Linked DNA regions of Mus musculus: all the other regions are linked to region 3. The links are chromatin contacts, called in public promoter capture Hi-C maps. All regions are on one chromosome and are shown on one strand. Each heading gives the region's core, a stretch centred on a gene start, on an enhancer-like site or on the middle of the called end of the contact. The rest is flanking DNA. Distances are from core to core; before and after follow the strand shown. Region 1 has its middle 390 kb from the start of Rps6ka3. Region 2 has its middle 330 kb from the start of Rps6ka3. Region 3 holds the start of Klhl34 (kelch-like 34).

Region 1 (3,374 bases), core at 336-2,835, 1.1 Mb before region 3:
TCATTCTTTAGATTTGGGAAGTTTTCTTCAATAATTTTGTTGAAGATGTTTGCTGGACCTTTGAGTTGAAAATCTTCATTCTCATCCACTCCTATTATCCGTACGTTTGGTCTTCTTATTGTGTCCTGGATTTCCTGGATATTTTGAGTTAGGATCTTTTTGCATTTTCCATTTTCTTTGATTGTTGTGCCGATGTTCTCTATGGAATCTTCTGCACCTGAGATTCTCTCTTCCATCTCTTGTATTCTGTTGCTGATGCTCAAATCTATGGTTCCAGATTTCTTTCCTAGGGTTTCTATCTCTAGTGTTGCCTCGCTTTGAGTTTTCTTTATTGTGTCTACTTCCCTTTTTAGGTCTAGTATGGTTTTGTTCATTTCCATCACCTGTTTGTATGTTTTTTCCTCTTTTTCTGTAAGGACTTCTACCTGTTTGATTGTGTTTTCCTGTTTTTCTTTAAGGACTTGTAACTCTTTAGCAGTGTTCTCCTGTATTTCTTTAAGTGATTTATTAAAGTCCTTCTTGATGTCCTCTACCATCATCATGAGATATGCTTTTAAATCTAGGTCTAGGTTCTCAGGTGTGTTGTGGTTCCCTGGACTGGGCGAAGTGGGTGTGCTGGGTTCTGGTGATGGTGAGTGGTCTTGGTTCCTGTTAGTAAGATTCCTCCGTTTACCTTTCGCCATCTGGTAATCTCTGGAGTTAGTAGTTATAGTTGACTCTGTTTAGAGATTGTTCTTCTGGTGATTCTGTTACCGTCTATCAGCAGACCTGGGAGACAGATTCTCTCCTCTGAGTTTCAGTGCTCAGAGCACTCTCTGCTGGCAAGCTCTCTTACAGGGAAGGTGCGCAGATATCTTGTATTTGGACCTCCTCCTGGCCGAAGAAGAAGGCCCAAAACAGGACCTTTCTCAGACACTGTGTTGCTTTGGCAGTTCCCAGGTGGTACAGACTCTCACCTAAGCAGACTAAATTCCTAAGTTCCTTGGAGTCCCGGGACCAAGATGGCGACCGCTGCTGCTGTGGCTTAAGTCGCCTCCCCAGCCGGGCGGGCACCTGTCCTCCGGTCCAGACGGTGGCTGGCTGTCCCCGGCCCACACAGGGTGCTGCCTCAGCGCCTCTGTGCTTCTGCCTGTTCCAGAAGCTGTCAGGTTCTCTGGCGCACCCTCTCACCTGTTCAGACTAATTTCCTAAGTTCGGCGGGTCCCGGACCAAGATGGCGACCGCTGCTGCTGTGGCTTAGGCTGCCTCCCCAGCCGGACGGGCACCTGTCCTCCGGTCCGGACGGTGGCCGGCTGTCCCCGGCCCACGCAGGGTGCTGCCTCAGCGCCTCTGTGCTTCCGCCTGTTCCAGAAGCTGTCAGGTTCTCTGGCGCACCCTCTCACCTGTTCAGACTAATTTCCTAAGTTCGGCGGGTCCCGGACCAAGATGGCGACCGCTGCTGCCGTGGCTCAGGCCGCCTCCCCAGCCGGGCGGGCACCTGTCCTCCGGTCCAGACGGTGGCTGGCTGTCCCCGGCCCACAAAGGGTGCTGCCCCAGTGCCTCTGTGCTTCCGCCTGCTCCAGAAGCTGTCAGGCTCTCCGGCGCACCCTCTCACCCGTTCAGACCAATTTCCTAAGTTCGGCGGGTCTCGGACCAAGATCTAGTGCAGAGTTCTATCAGACCTTCCACGAAGATCTAATCTCAGTTCTTCACAAACTATTCCACAAAATAGAAGCAGAAGGTACCCTACCCAATTCATTATATGAAGCTACAATTTGCAAAACAGAAGAAAATCAAGAAGAAGGAAGATCAATGAGTGAATACTTCATTCCTCCCTAAAATAGGGAATAAAATACCCATGGAAGGAGTTACATAGACAAAGTTTGGAGCTAAGATGAAAAGATGGACCATCCAGAGACTGCCCCACCCGGGGGTCCATCCCACAGTCAACCACCAAACCCAGACACCATTGCATACACTAGCAAGATTTTGCTGAAAGGACCCTGATATAGCTGTCTCTTGTGAGGCTATGCCAATGCCTGGCAAATACAGAAGTGGATGCTCACAGTCATCTATAGGATGGAACACAGGTCCCCCAATGGAGAAGGTAGAGAAATCATCCATGGAGCTGAAGGGGTCTGCAACCCTATAGGTGGAACAACAATATGAACTAACCAGTACCCCCAGAGCTCATGTCTCTAGCTGCATATGTATCAGAAGATGGCCTAGTTGGCCATCATTGGGAAGAGAGGTCCCTTGCTCTTGCAAACTTTACATGCCCCAGTACAAGGGAATGCCAGGGCCAAGAAGTGGGAGTGGGTGGGTAGGGGACCAGGGCGGGGTGGGGGATGGTATAGGAAACTTTCGGTATAGCATTTGAAATGTAAATGAAGAAAACATCTAATAAAAAATTAAAAAATTAGACTAAACAAAAATCAATTAAAACTTGATTAGAAATAAATAAAACAGAAGAGAACAGAAAAGTTGAAAACAAAGGAAGAACAGATATATGAATCAACAAAATCTGAGGGAGCCCTCCTTTTTGTTTTGGCTGTTTTTAGAAAGAGTTACTCATGTAACTCAAGATAGCCTGAAATTCACTGGTAACTGAGATTAATGACCTTGAATTTCTGGCTCTTTCTTTTGCCTCCTGAGTATTGGGTTTATAGAACCATCTCCACATGCCAGCTAGGGAAGGAGTCTTAGTACTTGAGAACATTGAATTAAATCCACAAGTCTTGTAAGAGCTAAAACTACCTCTGTATATAAACAAAAACTACAATGGAATAAAAATAATTACTATATATGTATCTAATAATTTAGTTTTATAGCATACAGAGAATCTACTTCCATCATTACAGAAAGAAAATGAATTATTCAATAAAAATTTAATCAATAAATCAATGTTGTTATTTTAAAATTTATCTTAGAATTTGTTTACCAATAATTTATCTGGGTACTTTAACGTATGCCTTTCTAAAAGTGATTGATCTAGTTATCAAAAACAAATATGGGAACTCTGAATATATGAACAATATTCAGCTATTAGATTTTTATGACGTTTATAACATTCCTTTGGGGTCATATTTTCTAAAAGTTGACATGTGATTGACCACAAAGGAAGCCTCAATAAATTCCACAGTATCAATATTGAATTCCTTTGCTCTTTTACTCTGGTGTAATAAAATTAGAAGATAAATAAAAAGAATTTTCAAAAATTCCCTTGAGACATAAAATTGAATTTTAATACTGAAAACTTTGTCTACTAAGCTCAGCAATTCAATGAAATTCAAGGGGATTATAATGAAAATGCTACCTGTCAAATTTTGTGGGACACAGACACTGTCCTCACTTAAATGATATTTTATAGCTGTTAATGCATTTATCAAGAAATA
Region 2 (3,098 bases), core at 571-3,070, 1.1 Mb before region 3:
GTGTTTGATAAATGACAATGTCAATCTTTGAACTGCAAGGTTCCTTTAGCTCTAACAAATTATGAAAATTCCCCTGAAACAAATATGGGGACCTACATTGAACACACTTGTATACTCTATATAGAAAATAGATGGACAGTTACTTGTGGGTATGGCTTGTGATAGGAGCTCCCAACTTCAGGGGCTTTCTCCATTGTATCAAGTCATGTCAGGCACAAGATAGGTTTATATAAATGGGGTAGGTATTACATAAACGTTGACTATAACTGTTTTTAATGGTTTGGTTTATAACACACTTTTATTTGATACATTTTGAGTAACTGAGTTGTATAATATATAGGAAACTTATTACAGTTTTGATTATATTCATATTACTGGAATGCTTAACATTGTAGTTTTAGTATTTTGGTTGCTAGCCCTCCCAACAGTTGCACTGGTATTTTAAAATGCATTGGAATGACTTCGGTCTAAATCAGGTAGTTCTTCAAATGCATCACTAGGTGGCAGCAAAGCTTTAATAAAATCAATTCTCAGCCCCTTGTGGAGCACACAGTATTTCCTTTTGTCTTCTTTATTACACAACCTCATTGCACCAACAAAATATTATTATCATTAACATTGATAGTGGCAGCTACAGCAAAGGCAACTGACCAAGATGTCCAAAACATGACACACTAAACACAATTCAGCATTAAGTGTTACAAAGTTGTTGCAAAAGACTTTCGAAATTATTAGTCAAATAGGCTGAAAGCATTGTCACTGAACTTAAAGCCAGCTGCCACCTTCCCACACTTATGTAAGAAATAGTTCCACAGGCTCCTTGAAGAAGATCTGTGGGGCCTTAGTTGTACAGTGTGTGACTGCCACAAAGGGAACCTCTGAATAATTCATGAAGAATTGTTATTTTCTTATATTGTTTGAGATGGAAGTCGGCTGCAGGTCTATAGACAATGACGCAATTACAGTGTTTAATGTCCCTTTGGGAGAGTTTCTATATTCCATCTTTGTATATACACTTGGCATCTTTCATTTAGAATGAATGGGTTCACTTCTTTCTTGTTTGAGAAAAATCCTCTTCCCCAGCAGAGTCCTAGGCTTTCTTTCTCTGGTGATTCTCACATCAGCTACACTTTCCATTACATTCCTGTCAGCAGATATTCCCAGCGGGGTAGGGGCTGCACATAGCTGGGATTTCCCTAATCGAGATGCCCTCCTGGCTCCTGAAATTGGTGGTTTTAACTAGCCCTTCTATTGTGAACAATGGATCCACACTCCCCTTTCTTTCTCTACTTTGCTTAAGCATTCCTGGATTCTTCCCCCTTACACTCCCCCTTCGTATCTACCTCCCACCCTTCTTTATCTCCTGCATTCTTTTTCCTCCCTCTCTCTCACTTAAAATTCTCCTAACGTCCTTTCTACCATGCAGTGCAATCTTAACCATCTAACAAAAGACCGTATAACGTAAATTCCATTTCAGAAATGGGAGGAGTTTTCTTGCATACTAAACAAGCATTTCCTATCTTGGTAGGAAAACAACAAAACATTTTCCCTTGGAAGCGCTGCTTAATCACGGCTATCAGCATCGCCTCAAGCTGAATGTGCATCCATCGAAGGCAAAACACAGCCCAGTGCAGAAGTGCAACAACCTACTTTAAGATCTGCACACATCACGTGCGATGAAAACGGATTTCGTTTCTAGGCTCTTCCCCCACCTTTAAAAAAAATTCTCCCTTATCACGATTCCTTTCTAGGTGGAGGAGGTTCCACCTGCCCACTCACTGCGTAAACCAAATCTGTGCCTGAAAATTAGACTCCTTCCAGTGTGGTCAGAATCAGGTAACAACAGCTGAATTCAGTTCACCCCATGCCTTCTTTGCTTTCCACTGAGCAGTGAAGTGTGAAGGCTTATCTAAGGAGCAGGAAGGGAGAATTTGGGTTACCCATTTGTGTGTGTGTGTGTGTGTGTGTGTGTGTGTGTGTGTGTGTGACAGGGTTGTCCTGCTTTGTGCCCATTAGTCATTAAACGCATACTGCCCAGGCAGTAAAACAAAAGCTATTCTCGGATAAGTACGAGGCTTAATAAAGAGTTGAAGGAATTTCAAAGAAGGAAAAATGTTTCTGTATTCCCTGGGGGCTACATGGTCTCTGCTGAGTATTTTGATTTGGGGGTACATGGACGTAAAACCTAGCAGATTGTATTCTATACCTGCGTGCTCGCTGGCAGGCACAAAATGTACGCTGTTAACTACAGACGTCTGGGTTTGCTTCTCCCGAGGGGCTGATGGAAGATTCACCAGCACGTGGGTGAAGCAGCAGCCTTGTGATCTGGCTTCCCAGCCTCCGAGCCGCCTTCCAGCTGCCTTATGTAATGTGATCTGTTTGCTGATGGGAGCCTGATTAGTTTCTGGGTGGGAACTGCAAAACCTGTGCACAGTCCCCGTGAGTGCTAGACTCCGCCAGCCTAGTTGAGTTTGTATTTGTCAGGCAAGCAAGGGGTTAAATGGAGCCACACTAAGGGTATGCACGTGGGTGCACAGGGAGGCCAGGAATGGTGTGGATGAGTGATAGAGGCAGTTGAAGTAGTCCGAATAAGAGCAGCATGTGGGTGGTGGAGAGGGAGAAAGAAAAGCCGGGGAAGGGCTTTAGGGAGGAAAAGCAGTCGCCACCAAGCAGCTAACCGTAGATCATTGGCATGCATTCCTTATCAAATGAGAGCAGGACACAGAGACTGAAATCAAGCTGAGCAGAATTTCTAATAGAACTGGCTGACCTTTCAAACGAAGTACTTAAGTAAAGATGGGCAGCACATGGCAGGACTTTTTACAAGGAGGCAAAAAGTGGGCAGCTCAGAGTTTCAGGTGTACTGTATTTAAACAACACATCTCATTGGTTTTGAGTCAAAATACTTTAAAAGTACCCCTCAAGCCACATTTAGTGCCTCAAGCCTGTAATCGTAGCACTCGAGAGGTCGAGGCAGGAGGACTGGTGGTAGTGTGCAGCCAGCTTGGGCTATATAGTGAATTTCAGGCCAACCTAAATTATACCAGGAGACCCTGTCCCTCCAGGTAACTTTATTTGCTCTGGAATTCTTTTTATCG
Region 3 (3,058 bases), core at 234-2,733:
CCCGGAGGCTACTTGTGCCTCCTTCACCTCTCCCAGCCTTGCCCCCGGAGATGTACACAACACCATGATCCCCGACAGCACCTGCGTGACCATGTACTGCCCGAGGTAGCTGTCCAGCTGCCATCCAGCGGTCCCTGCGAAGGTCATACATCTCCACTGAGGCCAGTGCCTCACCACAGATGCCCAGGCCTCCGACAGCCAGGAGACTCTCACCTACCACACCACACCAGAAGTAGGCCCTTGCTTCTCGCATGGCAGGCACCTGTGTCCAAGTGTGGAAGCGCGGGTCATAACGGTGCACTAAGGCTGTGATTGACCTTGAGCCGGCAGCCAGGGAACTAGATGGGCTGCCAGGAAGGCTCTCCCCTCCAAGGACAAATAGGAAGTTGCCAGTGGTACATACACTGTGGCCTAGCAGTGGTGTGGGCAGCTGTGTCAAGCTGTGCCAGCTGTGGTTATACACGTCGAAGGACACCACATCCTGGGTGAGCTCCCACTCCTTCTCCTCCATCTCTTCCTCCTCCTGTCCCTCCTCTTCCTCTGGTTGAGGTGCAGGGTGCCGATTCTGAACTACCTCTGGTAGGCCCATGATCTCCTCGGTAACCATCTCCCTAGCTCTGAGACCACCAACTAGCAAGATACGGGTCTGGGGACTCCGAACACTAGTCTGTTCTCCCTGCAGAAGCGGCTGGCTGGAGGGTGCTGTATGGTAATTGAGGGCCTGGATGATGAGGCTTTTGATCCTAGTAGGTAATATAAGACCGGAGCCCGAGTATATGCGCCGCAGCACACCAGCAGGCACCAGGCCAAAGCGGATGCATCCAAGCAGTGTTGAACTATGTGCCAGGCGCTGGACCTTGGGTTCCTGCTGCAGCCAGGCTAGTGCCAGGCCCAGCAGCCGCGTCTCAGGCACCCGTGCCACGTCAGGGGCGCCCAGCACAGCTTTCATTGATATAGGATTGAGTTCCAACAGCCCCGAGGGGCCAGTGCCCATCAGTAACAGGCCCCCCAGGTGGCGTACAATACAGCACTCCGCTGCACCTAGGGTGCGGGCCAGGCCAAATCGAGCTGCCACATTGGCAATGAAACAGCAATTCTCTGGGGCAAGCTGGCGTTCCAAGTAGTGGGCACACAGTCCCAAGGCCTCGGTGACTTGCAGGTAGCTGGCAGCCTCCAGAGTGTCCTCCACAGTGTCCATGGAGAGGGGCAGCCAGGCAGTGTAGATGAAGTCCAGCAGGCGCTGTAGGCCGGCCGCTGAAGGCACACGCAGGTGAATTACGCGAGCCCGCGATTCCTGAGTGTGACTCTTGAACAGGGCCCTGAAGTAGTCGCTGGAGCACGCCAGAAGTGACCTGTGTGCTGGGAACTCACTGCCCTCGGCCTCCAGTGTCACGTCGCACAAGAAGCCCTCAGCGCGTAGGGCCTGGTAGCCAGTGAGAAGAGAGCTGCCGTGGGTTTTGCAGTAAGACAGGAAGTAACTCATGATGCCCAAGGCGGGAAGCTGGGATGGAGCCAGCCCAGCGCGGCTGGAGGCATCCCATAACACGGAACCCCCACCTCCGCTGTCCAGCTGCTGAGCCCCTAGCAAAGGCTGATTTTTGCCTGCTCAGCTTAAAACCTAAGGTTCCTTCATCCAGATTTGGCTGTTGCTCCGTGCCCCTCTCAGACAAAGTAAGATGTAGAGACAATTTCCAAAAGCCTCTAGTAGCAGAGGGTGTGGATTTCGGAGTCTTCTCGGTATTGCTAGACTTGTTTTCAGCTGGTGAGCATGACAGCGCGTTGCCCAAAGCCGCCTCCCCTACACAATTTGGGGAACCCACACTTGCACACCAGGGGCGGCGGTGGCCGCGCACCATCACCTGGAGAGGTCGAGGGTACTGAATCTCCAGAAGGCCAGATGCGTGGATGTGGCCCTATTGTGGGTGCCCCAGGACAGCAGGATGGTGGCTCTGATCGTGGCTGCTCCGTAGACACTCGCACAGTCCGAGGACAACTGGCTAGGGGGCTGGGGGGTGAGCTTGTTCTGAGAGAACGATCAAATCAAAGCCTGTGGCACTGGGGGGAGAGCAGGTCAGCTTAGAGGATTGGGAGCGTGATTGGGCGCTGTACATAACAAGCCGGTAGCTCACAGCGACAGGAATAGTGCTCGCCTTGGCCGGCTGGCTCTCGGGCGACCCGCCCCGCCCTGCGTCCCAGCTGCTGGCTGCGAAGCGCACAAAGGCTCAGCAGGAAGCTTCCTGAGCCAGGGCAATGACTTCTGTGACCTGACTGGCCTCCAGGAACCGCAGGGAGGGGGCGTCCCTTGGAATGCTGAGCTGAGGGAGGGGTGGCAAAAGCTAAGGAAGGGCCCAATTCCCTTGGGACTCTTGTCCTGGTAATGTGTTGACAGGGATACCTGGCTAGGCTGGAGGCCCTTTTGGTGCCCCTGTGCATGGGAAAAGGAGCCTCAGGCTCATCTTTTGGCTTTGAAGAAGTTCTAATTAGTCGGGAGCAAGCTGGGATTAAGAGGCAATTTTGCGCACTGACACCTAAGAGGAGGCCTCTGCTCAGAGAAGACTCTAGGAAGAGCTAAACCAGAGAGAACCCCAAGCTCTGGGCCAAGTTCTTGTGCCCTGTGTGAAATTCAGGGGCACTTGCCCTTCCTAAGGCAGGCAGAGTCTCCCAAGCTGCCTGGTTTTACATTCCAACCCCTGCCCTCTGACCCCAGGGGAGCTAGCTCTCTTGGGTACTCTTGCGCTTATGAAAACCATCTCTTTGCAATGCAGAGAAAGAAGTTATAACTAACTCGAGTTTTCTTTCTTTGAATGACAACTCCTCAAAAAAAAATGTAATTTCTTCTAGTTTCCTCTCTGCTTTCCCATGCTCTGATCTAATGACTGGCTGCCACATTCTCAATGCCAAGACAAGACAATGGGCAGTAAAGTTGCAAGGCTCAGGACAGTTGTGGTTTCTGGGGCCCCTCCCTACAAAGTGATTTTTATAAGAAACACCAAACAGAAATGGTGACTAAGAGCACCCTATTGGTTGCCCGAATCCTGCTCTCGCATTAGGAGTTCAT

The links. Promoter capture Hi-C pulls out the DNA fragments that hold promoters and counts their contacts.
Region 1: a promoter capture Hi-C map of embryonic stem cells shows a contact between it and region 3, with 8 times the contacts expected there. The contact joins the enhancer-like site here to the promoter of Klhl34 in region 3. A contact is called at or near these places in 8 of 39 promoter capture datasets (3T3-L1-derived adipocytes, the C10 cell line, the HPC-7 cell line and 4 more).
Region 2: a promoter capture Hi-C map of hippocampal neurons shows a contact between it and region 3, with 16 times the contacts expected there. The contact joins the enhancer-like site here to the promoter of Klhl34 in region 3. A contact is called at or near these places in 8 of 39 promoter capture datasets (the 3T3-L1 cell line, the C10 cell line, cranial neural crest and 5 more), 3 of 484 Hi-C or Micro-C datasets (cerebellum, forebrain and muscle stem cells), 3 of 115 datasets of contacts at active chromatin or transcription factors (astrocytes, forebrain and neural progenitor cells) and 1 of 9 other capture datasets (embryonic stem cells).

What each region holds. Positions count from the first base shown.
Region 1 is chrX:158,868,107-158,871,480 of GRCm38.p6, reverse strand. No RefSeq gene overlaps it. Among named protein-coding and RNA genes, the nearest start is that of Rps6ka3, 390 kb to the left of the region's middle. Within about 2 kb of position 1,585, at least 4 of the 459 cell types and tissues checked have an H3K27ac peak or open chromatin away from gene starts, as enhancers often do. A contact at or near this core is called in embryonic stem cells, where this site is marked.
Region 2 is chrX:158,922,658-158,925,755 of GRCm38.p6, reverse strand. No RefSeq gene overlaps it. Among named protein-coding and RNA genes, the nearest start is that of Rps6ka3, 330 kb to the left of the region's middle. Within about 2 kb of position 1,820, at least 45 of the 459 cell types and tissues checked have an H3K27ac peak or open chromatin away from gene starts, as enhancers often do. A contact at or near this core is called in cerebellum, forebrain, hippocampal neurons and 1 more, where this site is marked.
Region 3 is chrX:157,816,860-157,819,917 of GRCm38.p6, reverse strand. Klhl34 (kelch-like 34) reads right to left here and starts at 1,483. Exons shown (of 1, transcript NM_001081667.2): 1 at 1-1,483. The coding sequence starts at 1,483.